Linked DNA regions of Mus musculus: region 1 is linked to region 2. Evidence: chromatin contacts called from public HiChIP or PLAC-seq data. All regions are on one chromosome and are shown on one strand. The core of a region is the stretch at or near the end of the contact, and the rest is flanking DNA. Distances in the headings are between cores, read along the strand shown.

Region 1 (6,436 bases), core at 617-3,116, 650 kb after region 2:
GACCTTTGATCCTCTGGAACTACTGGAGTTACAGACAATTCTCTTAACCACTAAGCCATTTCTGCAGGTCCTAGGCACGGTTTACACACACACACACACACACACACACACACACACACACACACACTACACACATACACACACCACGCACGAGCACACACACACACACCTAGCAGTCTTTCTGCACTTGGGTTTCAGGCTTGAGCCTCTCCCTGAGTTGTCTTGATTCAGAGTCCGTTTCCACCTCCTGGCCCACCCTCTTTCCCTGCCTCAATCTGCCAGATTCTTAAGAACAAACAAATCTCCTTCCCCATTAGCAAGACCATCAAGACAGCTGGGGGCAGCGGAGCCCCAAGCTCCTCCTGCTGCCTGCACACCCTGCTGCCTGCATACCCTGCCGATTCTACTTCCATGCCAAATACCTCAGCCCGGGCCTCAAAGGCTGGGAGGCTTCTGGGTCAGCTGAGGAGACCCCAGCAGGAGCAAGGGGCCCCAGAAGTGGGCCATGCCCACCTGCCCCGATGAGAACCGGAGCCCAGTCTCCACCCCGTGGCCTGTGACTTCAGATCATGAGGCAGAATCTCATCAACAAGAAATTTGAAGCCATTAAAATACAATAAAAGAGAAATTAAATGTAATCACTCCGTAAATTATAACTAATTGAAACATCAATTGTAATTTTTATGATCTGCATTCAAGTGAGTGATACCACCAGTAGAAAAATACAAGTTAAATGACGGAGAGGAGCCATCCTGGTCGGCCCAGTAGGCCCAGCCTCCACTGGGCCCCTGCCAACAGCTTCCTTCTCTTTCCTCCCAGACTCTCTCCAAAGCCCAGTCTCTTCTGGAAGTTTCTAGCAAGGGTTTTTCTCTTCATGCCATGAGAGCACCATCCTTCTCAGCACCTCTGTACGCCTCGCCTCGCCTCTCCCCAACGTTTCTTAGCTATCCAGGAGAGAGCCGCCTTACTTTCTGTTTCTCCACCTCAGATCCTGAGCTGGGCCCCACCCAGCCTCAGGCCTAGGAGCCAAATACTGAACTTAGAAACTGCAGGAGCCAAGGCCTGAAGGACTCCAGTTCTCCCACGGCTCTTTTATTTAGCTACGCAATAGCCAACCAATAGGACCTGAAGACCCAGGTCAGCTGACCATGCCACCTCCTCCAGGCTGGCTCCAGCAGCTCTGGCCTAGGTAGTGGGGCCTCACCAGTGCAAGGAGGTCATTAGCAGAGAGGACCCTGAAGGTTGTACCCAGCAGTGGTCCCATCCTGCTCTGCTGTCTCACCCAACAGTATGTGAGCATCTGCTCTGCCCCGCCTCCCGCCACGATGCCGGCCATGATGAACTATCACAATCCCTCTGAAACCCTGAGCCGTAATAAACCTTTCCTTCTCTTAAGCTGTCCCTGCTGGGTGTTTTGTCACAGCACTGAGAAAAGTAGCTAACCTAGATGTGATAGCAACAAGGTGAGAGATCCATCACTGTCACCTCACGGGAACCGGCTGTACTCAGGCATCTCCTTCCTACGGCGCCTGTTCAGAGGCTGAGAGCTTAAGTCTGGGAGGCAAAGAGCCCTAAGTCTGGAAGCCACACCACAAAGAAGCTGTCTCCAAGAGACTCGCTTTCCCTGGGTGGATACAAGAGGCTACAAATACGTCCAAGATTATGGTAGCTGCGTTCGTAAAGCTCTCAGATGACCGCCAAGCAGAGTGCATGCCCTTTAAGTTCCCAGAGACAACGGTTGTGTACGAAAGTACAGCATCCACCCTAGTGCCAGTCAGAGGCAGACAGCCGCCAGCCGGAGGTTCAGTCCCCTCTGGGTTCCTTTGTATGCAAGGAAACAGCCCTCCCGATCCATCTCCTCTCCTATTGGCAGAGGCCGGTGGAGCACCGCCCTTCCATCCTCCCAGAGGGCGGGCACACCTGTGATGGACAGATACACTGGGGTCTCTGGAACAGAAGGGCAGAGGGTGCACTCCCACAGATGGCTTTGCTTGGAGTTTGAGGTACAGACTTCTAGAGTCATCATTTCTCAGAGGCTCATCTTGAACCAGACTTTACCCCCCTCCCCCTAACAGTCCCTTCCCTAGCCCCCCTTCCCCCCTCACCTCTCCACCCCTCCCTACCCCTCCTCCACCTCCCTGGAGAAAAACTGCAGCTTTCCCAAGTCCCTGTGCAGTGGGATGGCTGGGAGTAGGGAGAGACCCCAGACATCCTCCCACTCACCCACAGCACCAGGTTAAGCTGCCCCTCCCCTTGCCTGGCCCAGCATCCTCACTTGAACGATGACCTGTGTCCATACTTCTTTGCCATACTTCTTTGGCTTCCTCAGGTAGCAGACAGTGGAGTCTTCGCTTCTGATTCATGGCAGATCAATACTTTAATTTCTTTTTTTTTTTTCAGTGCTGAGGATCGAACCCAGGACTTCGTGCATGCTTGGGGAGTCCTTCTCCATTGAACTGTATCCTCGACTGAATTCTTTTGTCGTGATTCAGAGGCTGAGACTGTAGCTGAGTTGCTGGCTGCTTTCTTTGTATGCACAGGACTGAGATTCCATTCCCAGAATTTTATAAGCCACGTGCCAATAATCACCGCATACCAGACTCCCACGAAGGCAGGAGGTTCAAGGTCATCCTTGGCTACATAGTGAGTCTCAGTCCAACCTGCGCTATACGACACTATTTGGAAAAAAAAAAAAAAAGACGACTGGCCAGCAAGCTTGCTTGTCTCAGTCTCCTGCGTGCTAGCATTACAAAGCATGAGCCATTGTGTCTGACCTTATTTCCACTTATTCTAAGTATCTTTAAAGGGTTTTTTGTTTATTTGTTTGTTCGTTCGTTGTTTTGTGTGTGTGTGTGTGTGTGTGTGTGTGTATATATGCTCATAGAACCAGAAGAGGGCATCAGATCCCCTGGAACTGGAGTTACAGATGTTGTGAGCTGCCGTGTGCATGCTGGGAATTGAACTCTGATCCTCTGGAAGAGCAGCCAGTGTTGTTAAATGTGGAGCCATCTCTAGTCTTCCCACCCTTTAACTAAGACAAGGTCTTCTGTAGCCCAGCTATGTGGTGTCAGGTCATGGGAGGGAACTCTCCATTTAATATTTTTCAGAAATAAACTTCCCAAAACAATGCTATGGAAACTTTCATAAGAATAAATTGCTAGCCAGGCGTGGTAGCGCATGCCTTTAATCCCAGCACTTGGGAGGCAGAGGCAGGCAGATTTCTGAGTTCCAGGCCAGCCTGGTCTACAGAGTGAGTTCCAGGACAGCCAGGGCTACATAGAGAAACCCTGTCTTAAAAAAACAAAAAACAAAACAAAAAAAAAAAAAAAAGGAATAAATTGCTAAAGAAAGATGAACTCTAAGCCAGACCTGGTAGCTTACACCTGCAATCCCAGCACGTAGGAGGCTGAGACAGGAAAATTGCTAGTTCAAAAGTGAGTGTGAGGTCCATCGTGAGCCGCTGTCTCAAGAACACAGGAAGTACAGCCTGCGTTGCATCCTTATTCAATGAACAGACACAAGATTGCTTTGTGAAGTTATGCGAACTGCTGAATACACCCCCTCTGCTTAGTCAGCAGATGATGAGCAGTGCTCAGACTGGCACCAGCTCTGGGACACACTCTGAGAAGCCTGTGTGTGTCCCTGTCTCTGTCACCTCTAGAATAGAACACAGCCATATTCTAATAGAGCGTGATCCACAAGCCCCTCTGTCTCAGTCCCAGGCTTTATAGCCTCACCATCCCCAGCCACAGAGGGTCCATGCTGCCCCCTAGTGTCCTCAGGGTCTCTCCTTGACCTGTTGATGTCTTATTTGATGTCTCTGCCCAAGCCCCCTCCTCCAGGAAGCCTCTGACATTCTGTGTCAGGACCTGGGGCCCAGGAGTCTTCCAGTCAGGTGACCAGTGTCTCACTCGTCCTACTTCTCTCTTCACTGCTGTGGTGGCCTTTAGTCAGGGGCTTTTCTGGGGCATAGAAATGCCCAGGTCACTGGATCACTATATAGCCTAGGATTCAGTCTGGGGCAGCTTCCAAGTGTGAGAGGAACTCGTGAACTCTCGGGCTGGGCACCAGGCATAAACCATAGCTCTGCTTGACCAACAGGATATACATTCACTGCCAAGAACCCTCAGCCTCAGCAGCAGGTCTATGGAAAGAGGAAGGGAAGGGATCAGAAAGTAAGCAGGGGGCTGGGGAGGCAGCTCAGTGTGAGGGCTCACCTGTCATCATGCATGAAGGCCTGGGTTTGAAACCCCACCACCACCACATTAAGCTGTTCATAATCCCAGGACTAAAGAAATTGAGACAGATGAGAGAGAGAGAGAGAGAGAGAGAGAGAGAGAGAGAGAGAGAGAGAGAGAGAGCTTACCTACAGGCCAATGGGTCCCCTCACCAAGGCCTATGTGTCTTCTGTAGTCCCTTAATCAAGCCACCCTCCTTAAATACCATCACCTTCTCTAGTGTGAACAGAGCTACCCCTCCTGAGCATCCTCACTAATCCACATACACACACACACACACACACACACACACACACACACACACACACACACTCATCAGAGGACTCCTTTCTGTCTCATCTATACAGTGGCTTTGGTTTGATATTGCCCCCTAGATTCAGACAGTCAGGTTTTCAGAGCCCCTCAAAGCACTCTGTGAGAAAAGGAAATCCCTGTGGTCCCTTACTTCTGACAGGAGCATGAGTAGGCCAGGCTCTCTAGTGTCTAGCAGGCTGTCTACTGGAGCACCCTGACATCCAGCCTAGTCAACAGTACATATGTGATGGGGTGGGGTAGGTGGAATGAAAGAGTGGATGAATAGGAAGAATCACTGATGGGTGTGGAGATGTAAATTGGGGGGGGGGGCGGTGAGTAGACAGACAAGATAGATAGATGTCTGGATGGCGAATGGGTGGGTGGGTAAGTGGATTGATAGATGAATGGAAAGATGGGGGGGTAGATAGGTGTGTAGATTGCCATGGACAGGCAGATAAAAGATGGACAGGTGGAGCTATATGGAGACTTAAGGGTTCTTTGGAGACTCAGTTGTATTGAATAGTGTTTTGCTGGGGCAAACACTTGAAAGAGTGTTTTCCTGAAGTGGACACAGGTAAAAGGCTAAGGCAGACTCATGAAGGAACGTTTCGCTGAAGCAGACGCAGGAGAGAGGATGTTCTGCTAAAGCAAACATGTGAAAGGACACATGATGGATTCTTCGCTAACAACACATGTGTATTGGTCTGCCTTATACAGTGTAGTTGAACTGCATTTGTAGGACCCCAAGGACTTGGGCTGATTGGATGCATGTACTGAGGCAAAACATGTGAAGGATACATGATGTTTGGAGGGTGTGACGGTTTGTATATGCTCAACCCAGGGAGTGGCACCATCTGAAGGTGTAGCCCCACTGGAGCAGGTGTGTCACTGTGGGTGTGGGCTTTAAGACCCTCATCCTAGCTGCCTGGAAGCCAGTATTCTGTTAGCAGCCTTCAGATGAAGATGAAGGACTTTCAGGTCTTCCTGCACTATGCCTGCCTGGATGTTGCCATGTTCCTCCCTTGATGATAATGGACTGAACCTCTGAACCTGTAAGCCAGCTCCAATTAAACGTTGTCCTTGTAAGAGTTGCCTTGGTCATGATGTCTGTTCACAGCAGTAAAACCCTAAGGGTGTGTGCTAGATGAATGAATATGAATGGAGGGACATATTGGTGGGTGGGTTTGTGGGAGGAGAGGTGAGAGGGTAGACAGGCAATAGATAGATTGATGCATGAATGGATGGGGGGAGGTAAGGGATGGATGGGCAAATGGGAAGACTAGGTTATATAGGTAGATAGAAGGGTGGATGTGTAGATGGGTGGGTGGGTGGATGGATGGAAGGATCAAAGGATGGGTGAACAGGTGGGCAGGTGACAGATGAATGGCTGGGTGGGAGATGGATGGATAGTGGTCAGGTGTCTTAATTAGTTTTCTATTGGGCAGGTGTCTTAATTAGTTTTCTATTACTGTGGCGAAACGCCATGACCAGGGCAATGTATAAAAGAAAGAGTTCAATTGGGCTTATGGTTTCAGAGAGTTAGAGTCCATGATGAGAGAGAGGAGGCACAGCAGCAGGAACAGCTGAGAGAACGCAGCTCGACTCACAGGTAGGAGGCAGAGAGAGCCAGGTGGACAGGCATGGGTTTCTGAAACCACAGAGCCCGCCCCCAGTGACACACTTCCTCCTGAAAGACCACGCCTCCTAATCCTTCTCAAACAGTTCCACCAACCAAAGGCTGAACGTATAAACCTGTAAGAATCATTTTCATTCAAATTCCCACACTGAGTGATGGGTTGGGGGTGGGTGGGGATACACTGGATGAAAGCTGCAGACAAGAGATTTCCTAAATCCAAATATCCCTGGTCCTGTCACAGGCCAAAACCAGCCATCTGTGAAGTTGC
Region 2 (6,162 bases), core at 2,851-5,350:
CTTGTTTTGTACATAAATGCTAATTGAAAGTGCTGGTGTCTACACAGTCTACTCCCTCAGGACTTGGGAAGGGGGTGGGCTTTGGGGCTCAGGCCATGTGTCTGGAGGAGAGTGAGATTCTTTGTGCAGTGTCTGTGGCAGGCAGCCTAGCTTCTGATTCATGAGTCTGCTGAATAGGTTTTACTATGGTAAGTAGATCCCTGTGTGTAGAAGTGTGGGTTGAGAAAGCCCCCTTGACCTTTCACTACATCAGACAGCAGATGGATGCTGTTCACATCTCTGATCTCAATCCAACCATCAGAGGTATCACTATCCTACTTTACACAATGAGGTAACAGAGGTAGAGAGAATGTCACATCTAATGTCACAGAGCAAGGAAGGGGCAAGGATGACCTTCCATCTTAGGGCCTCTTCCCTTTCTGCTGTCCTCAGCTCAGCTTGGAGAAACCCAGAGATGCTAGGTATGACCTTGAACCCTGCCCTAAACTTGGAAAATGTCTGGAAGGAATAGAGTGATGATAACGCGGGCCCTCTCCCCTCTGATCTACAGTGGTGGTTAGTTTTAACTGTTGCTTTGACACAATTTAGAATCTCTGGGAAAAGAATTTTAACGAGGAATTGTCTAGATCAGGTTGATTAGGGGGCATATCTATGGGAGATTGTCTCTATTACATTAATTGATAAGGGAAGATCCAGCCCACTCTGGGAAGCACCATTCCCTAGGCAGGGGTCCTGGATGCTAAGCACAAGAAAACACTCATGCATTCATTTCTCTTTCTCTCTTTATTACGGATGTGATACGACTAACTGCTTCAAGTTCCTTCCTCGACTTCCCGATATAATGGGCCATAACCTGGAATTCTAAAACTAATAATAAGCCCCTTTCCCTCTAAGCTGTTTTGCCATCACAGCAACAGAAAAACCCAGAACACCCACCAAGCTTTAGCCTCTGTGGTCACTGCAACCTTTGACCTATACACTCACGTCGACCACCGTCCCCTGGAGGGGACAGGACCCTGGAAGCTAGCTTTCCCCAGGCCCAGAACACTCTTCTCTGGCTCCAGTTGCTAGCAAGACACCCTAGAAATGTCATCTTTGCTAGCAGCTGCTGCTGCCAGTGCTCTTTTTCTCAGCCACTCTGACTTTCAATGACGACCCTGGCCGCCTCCTAAGAAGACACATCAAGGACTGCTGTCACAATGACGCCATTGGTCTTCTCATTGTTTGCTCAGACACCAGCAGTCCCCTCCCTGGTCCTGTTGCTGGCTGATAAAGGGATGATTCTCCTGCTAAAGGAGGAGAGCAGCAAGCCCCAGGCTTCCTCCAAGAAGCAGCTCTGGAACTGGCAAAGAAGCACAGTGAATAAGCATAAAGAGGGGCATCTGGGGGGGGGTGTCTCTTTTTCCAGGAAGCCCTCTTTGACTGCTAGAGATGGTGGCCTCACAAAGGCTGTTCTTACCAGAATACAGCCCCTCCTTGGCATTGGATCCTGCAGGTTCTCTTCATTTGTATGTGATTTTTTAGTTAGGTGATTTGATGGCTCATCCCTCTACCTCCAAGATGCTTCTCAGAGCCCCTGACTTAGGCTGGCCACTGCAAACCTAGATTTAGCTTCTGCCTCCCAGACACAAGCCAGCACAACATGTGTGTAGGTGGCGTTCAGGGGGTGGGGGGCAGGAGGGTTCATTAATCCTGGCTGCAGGAGTCAGGGGTGGCTTTCTACAGGAGCGTGTGTCCTAGTCACAACCCGAAGGACACGTGGGAGACACCAACCAGAAGTAGCATGTGCCTTGGTGGGAAACATAGTAACTCTGTCTGCAGAGGCGACACCAGGTACACCAGGGTGAGCAGAGATCCTGGGAAAGTAGTGAGAGGGGTAGTTCGAGGAGTAATCAAGGAAGTTGGGAGGCACCAAAGGGTAACTGATTTCTATATCCAAAGATCATGCTGGCTGCAGCTTAGGAACTGAAGCGGTGGGGTGGGGTGGGGGCAGGTAGAGACCAAAGGCCAGATTGTGACAGTTAATGTTGCTAGGGACACACACACACACACACACACACACACACACACACACACACACACAGAGAGAGAGACAGAGAGAGAGAGAGAGAGAGACAGAGACAGACAGAGACAGAGAGGCAGAGACAGACAGACAGACAGACAGAGACAGACAGACAGACAGACAGAGAGACAGACAGACAGACACACACACACACACACACACACACACACACACATATACACACATGAACTCTAGATCTTGCTTGTCACCTGCCTGCAATTCTGCATCATGCCTCCATGCCACTGAGCCCTGCACTTCTGGGGATCCCAGCTGACTGCAGCACCCAGACCTACTCCTTATGACCCAGCTCCTCTAAGGCTGCCATGAGCTTCTTTGGTCTGAGATCCTGGGCATTTCCAGATCAGAGTGAGCTAACTGGCTTTGGCGCTATGATTGCTAGAGATCACAATGGGATATGTGTAGGGTAAAGGGCAAGGGAGGTGGCAGGTGGCTGAGGTTCTGGCTTCCTGGCCACTCTTCTCCATGGTCAGTGGTGATCTCTATTCCTGGTGGATGCTTCCTGTCCAGGAGATGCCACACCCTTCGGCCTACTGGGGAAACCACTTTATCCTTGTAAGCCGAGGAATTGTCCTGGGGTGGATGGATTGACATCTGGCAATAATCAGAGAGACAGTATGGAAATCACACCACATCTTTACCTTGGTGATGGACCATTCTGAAAGGAAGCTAGTGGGATGAGGGAGGCTGTGAGATCAGAACCTCTCACATCCTCAGCTGATTGTCTAAGCCAGGGTGGGTATCTGACCAGAGTCCAGGGAGGAAAACAGGATCTAACTGTTGTATTAAGACTGAAGTTTACTCCAGGGAACCATCTATGGGTGATGGGAGGGCTGCTAAGCCAAATGGGGGTAACATAGTAACCAAGAGGTTGACAATTTAGAAAACCTGAATCTCTTCAAGGTGCTGGGGTCTGGGAGGAAGCAGGGTGAGTCTACAGCCCACCAAGAGATGATGTCATGAGCCAGACATAGCCATCAGGAGTGCCAGTATAGACATAAAAGATGGGGGAAAACCCAGCATCTGTTTTCCTCCGCTTCCCATATCTGGCCAGGGCCTCCTGTTACTAAACCCAGCTTGCAGCCAGGTAACTTCAGAGCCCGAGGAACTGAGAAGAGAGTTCCTTGCAATTCAGGCTGACTGTAGCAAAGCTGAGGAAAATGGATCCAAGAAAGAATAGCCTAGGTGGGTACAGGGGAGCAAGATGACATGCCCGGCTCTGGCTCACGCTGCCTTCCTTACTGCCTGGTACCCAGGCCTCATCCGACATCGCTGGACAACGACATCTGGCTCCTAATCAGCTCCTGGTGTCTTAGAGATAAATGTCAGGATGCTCCCAGCCCAGTTCCATCCATCAAGCTCCCAGTGGCACCTCGCACGGCCAGAGACCTTGCCCACCAGAAGCTCAATCTCCCAGACAAAGAACAGAGCCAGAAAAAATAGAACACATCAAGGGCAGTCATAGTGGGGCTAAGTCAGCCTAGGAGTCTTGAGGCTCCTGCCAAAGCCTAGCGGTGAGGCTTTGGGCCAGGAGGGAGGGGTGGGGAAGGGGGCTCGCCTGCTATTTGTGTGTAGAGAGTGCAGTAGGGACTGGAAAAGAAGCCTAGATCTTTTCTAGGGCATTTTCCTGCCCATTTTCCTCTTTGGTCCATGCTATACCAAGCAGGCTGCAATGCAGCCCTCCTTCCCTTCCTTCCCCCAACTTAATTGAAAAAGGCTAGGCTGCCAGTTAAGGATAAAGTGGTAGAAAGGGCAGGGGCATGCCTGCTCCTCAATAGGATTACAAACACCAAGGTGACATACCCTTCTACGATGGCCCCGCCCCTAAGGAAGGAGGAGCCTTAGCAGGCTGATCCCACCCACTTCACCAGGCTGCCTTCCGAACCTAGATTCCAAGAGGCAGTGAGACCCAGGCATCCTGGGCACCTTACTCCAGGCTTCCCCTCAGCATGAAGATTCCGTTAAACTGAGAAGAGGCAGGGAAGAGAGTGGAGGGGGCGGGAGCTGCATTAAGAGAGCTGTGATTGGATGCCAGGCTGATAGATGGGTGAGGAGACCAACCAAAACTGTTGGACATCTGGAATGACAGGCAAGCTCCAGTCAGAAGCAGATGTCGCTGTAGTCCCCCTGCTAGCCTCTCCCCCCGGCCAGCTTTATCCCCCCCCCCCTTTCTGGGGGCACAGTTCTAAATCTCTTTGACATAAAATATCGTTGGAGATCCGAAGCACAGAGAGATTAAAAAACAATAAAGAGAAAGCAAAACTCTTGACTATAATTACCAGCCTCTAGCCAGCAGCAGCAAAAACGCACTAAAATTTTAATAGGAACCACTGCATTTAATTTAACGACACATTTTTTCAATTACCAGAATAATTGTTTTATTCATAAAATGAGTTTCAATAAAGAGGGTAATTTTCCTTTGTTTTTATTATTCATTTGTGCAACATATTTGAGATAGAATTCCCGCATGTTAAGGCAGCTTGGTGAGGACTGGTGACATCTGTGTCATAAGCAGCGGCAGGGTTGGGGTGATGGAGGTGGACATCCTCAAGCTTTGGGGAATGGGGGCTGGCGGGAGTCACAGCTGGAGGGTGTGTCTGCACCTGGCCACTGAGAGTCGTGGAGTGAACCCAGACTCACTTTGTCTCTCCTGGTGATCCTCTGACTCCCTTTGCTGTGTTCATGGATGTGACACAGGAGCCTAGCAATGCAGGGTCATCTGCACCGCCGGAGCAATCCAGGAGCTCCCAACCTCTCAGACTGGCATCCTATGGATCTGAGCCAAAACCAGAGCTAAGCATCATTTGGGAGGAGGGAAGAAAGCCGGGCAGAGACACCGTGCAATAGATCCAGCCTGTTGCTGGAGGAATAAGGGTTCATGGCACATAGGTCCCTTGGTCCTCAGTCTTTAGCCTCTCTATATTAAGTCAGATCATTACAAGGAGCCACATGCACTGGGTGTCCATTGCCTGCTACCTGGACTCACTTCTTAGCATCCACACCGCCATGCCCATGTTTACATTTCTTATCTCCTTCTTTCTATGTACTGGGCATCCAAACTAGAGCTTTGCACACACTAGGCAAGTGCCCTGCCATTCATTGGGCCACACCTATGTCAGTGACAGGAAGAAACAGACACACGTCTTAAGTGGTCTGTGCCAGATCACAATAGTAGGCTGTGGGGGGAGCAAGATTTGAACTTGGCCCAGCTGATTGCAGAGCCTGCAGCTGATGTTAACGTGGTGCCAGCCGCCGTGGCGTGGTGGTGTGGGCTGTGTCTCTGGCAGAGCTTCTTTGGAACTGACCCCCCCCCCCTGCCCCCGGCATGTCTAGCTCTGGTTTCATTTACTCTGCACTTTAATTCTTTGCCTGGCAAGCCTCTCCGTTTCGAGTGCTTCATCCCAGTCTCCTGGCTGGCACTCAGAGATAGGGACAGTCACTGGCAGAGGAGCTGTTGAGGAGGAGCACTATCTGGGCTGAGTCTGTGCTACACTGCGTCCCTATCCTTTGGGTCCAGGGAAGGTGTCACAGCTTCACAGTGCTTCTCTGAATGGATAGACTGCAGGATGGGGGAGAAGCGAGCTCATGGCTCTCTCCTCTAGGCACGGAAGCAGTGTTGAACTTGAGACACCCAATCTCCAGGACTGGTGTGTGCTCTTTCTAGATCTCATCAGAGATCTAGAGCTAGAGGAGAGGAACTGGTCACAGCAGCCAGTGCTCGGAGTTTGCGGCGCCACCCACAGGGAGGCTGATACTGGCTCACCATTTCCAATGTCAAGGCCTTATCCCTGAATATCATCTATTTAATACCAGGGTTTCCTATAGTGACTTTGGAACTCATTGGGTCTTCAATTTAGAAGCAAAATTGGAGTTTATTAAGAAAAGTTTAGGGACTGGAGAGATGGCTCAGTGATTAAGAGCACACACTGCTCTTGTAGAGAACCTGAATTCGATTCTCAGCACCATGGGTGGGCCAGCCTGAGCTAGGCACTCAAGAGGAACAGGCTGTGAATATGTCACAGTTTGTCCTTGACCCCTTCCTGTACCAGGGATGCTAAAAGAGACCAGTGAGAGAAAGGTGC

What was found. HiChIP or PLAC-seq counts read pairs in DNA pulled down with a chosen protein or histone mark.
Region 1: a contact with region 2 is called in an H3K4me3 HiChIP or PLAC-seq map of embryonic basal ganglia, with 6 times the contacts expected there. The contact joins two enhancer-like sites. A contact is called at or near these places in 1 of 484 Hi-C or Micro-C datasets (cerebral cortex), 4 of 115 datasets of contacts at active chromatin or transcription factors (embryonic basal ganglia, embryonic forebrain, embryonic hindbrain and 1 more) and 1 of 9 other capture datasets (embryonic stem cells).

The regions. Positions count from the first base shown.
Region 1 is chr11:114,640,550-114,646,985 of GRCm38.p6, forward strand. No RefSeq gene overlaps it. Among named protein-coding and RNA genes, the nearest start is that of Gm31781, 18 kb to the left of the region's middle. Within about 2 kb of position 1,867, at least 32 of the 459 cell types and tissues checked have an H3K27ac peak or open chromatin away from gene starts, as enhancers often do. A contact at or near this core is called in embryonic basal ganglia, where this site is marked.
Region 2 is chr11:113,986,656-113,992,817 of GRCm38.p6, forward strand. All of the region lies in intron 1 of Sdk2 (sidekick cell adhesion molecule 2), which reads right to left. Among named protein-coding and RNA genes, the nearest start is that of Gm51929, 52 kb to the right of the region's middle. Within about 2 kb of position 4,101, at least 88 of the 459 cell types and tissues checked have an H3K27ac peak or open chromatin away from gene starts, as enhancers often do. A contact at or near this core is called in embryonic basal ganglia, where this site is marked.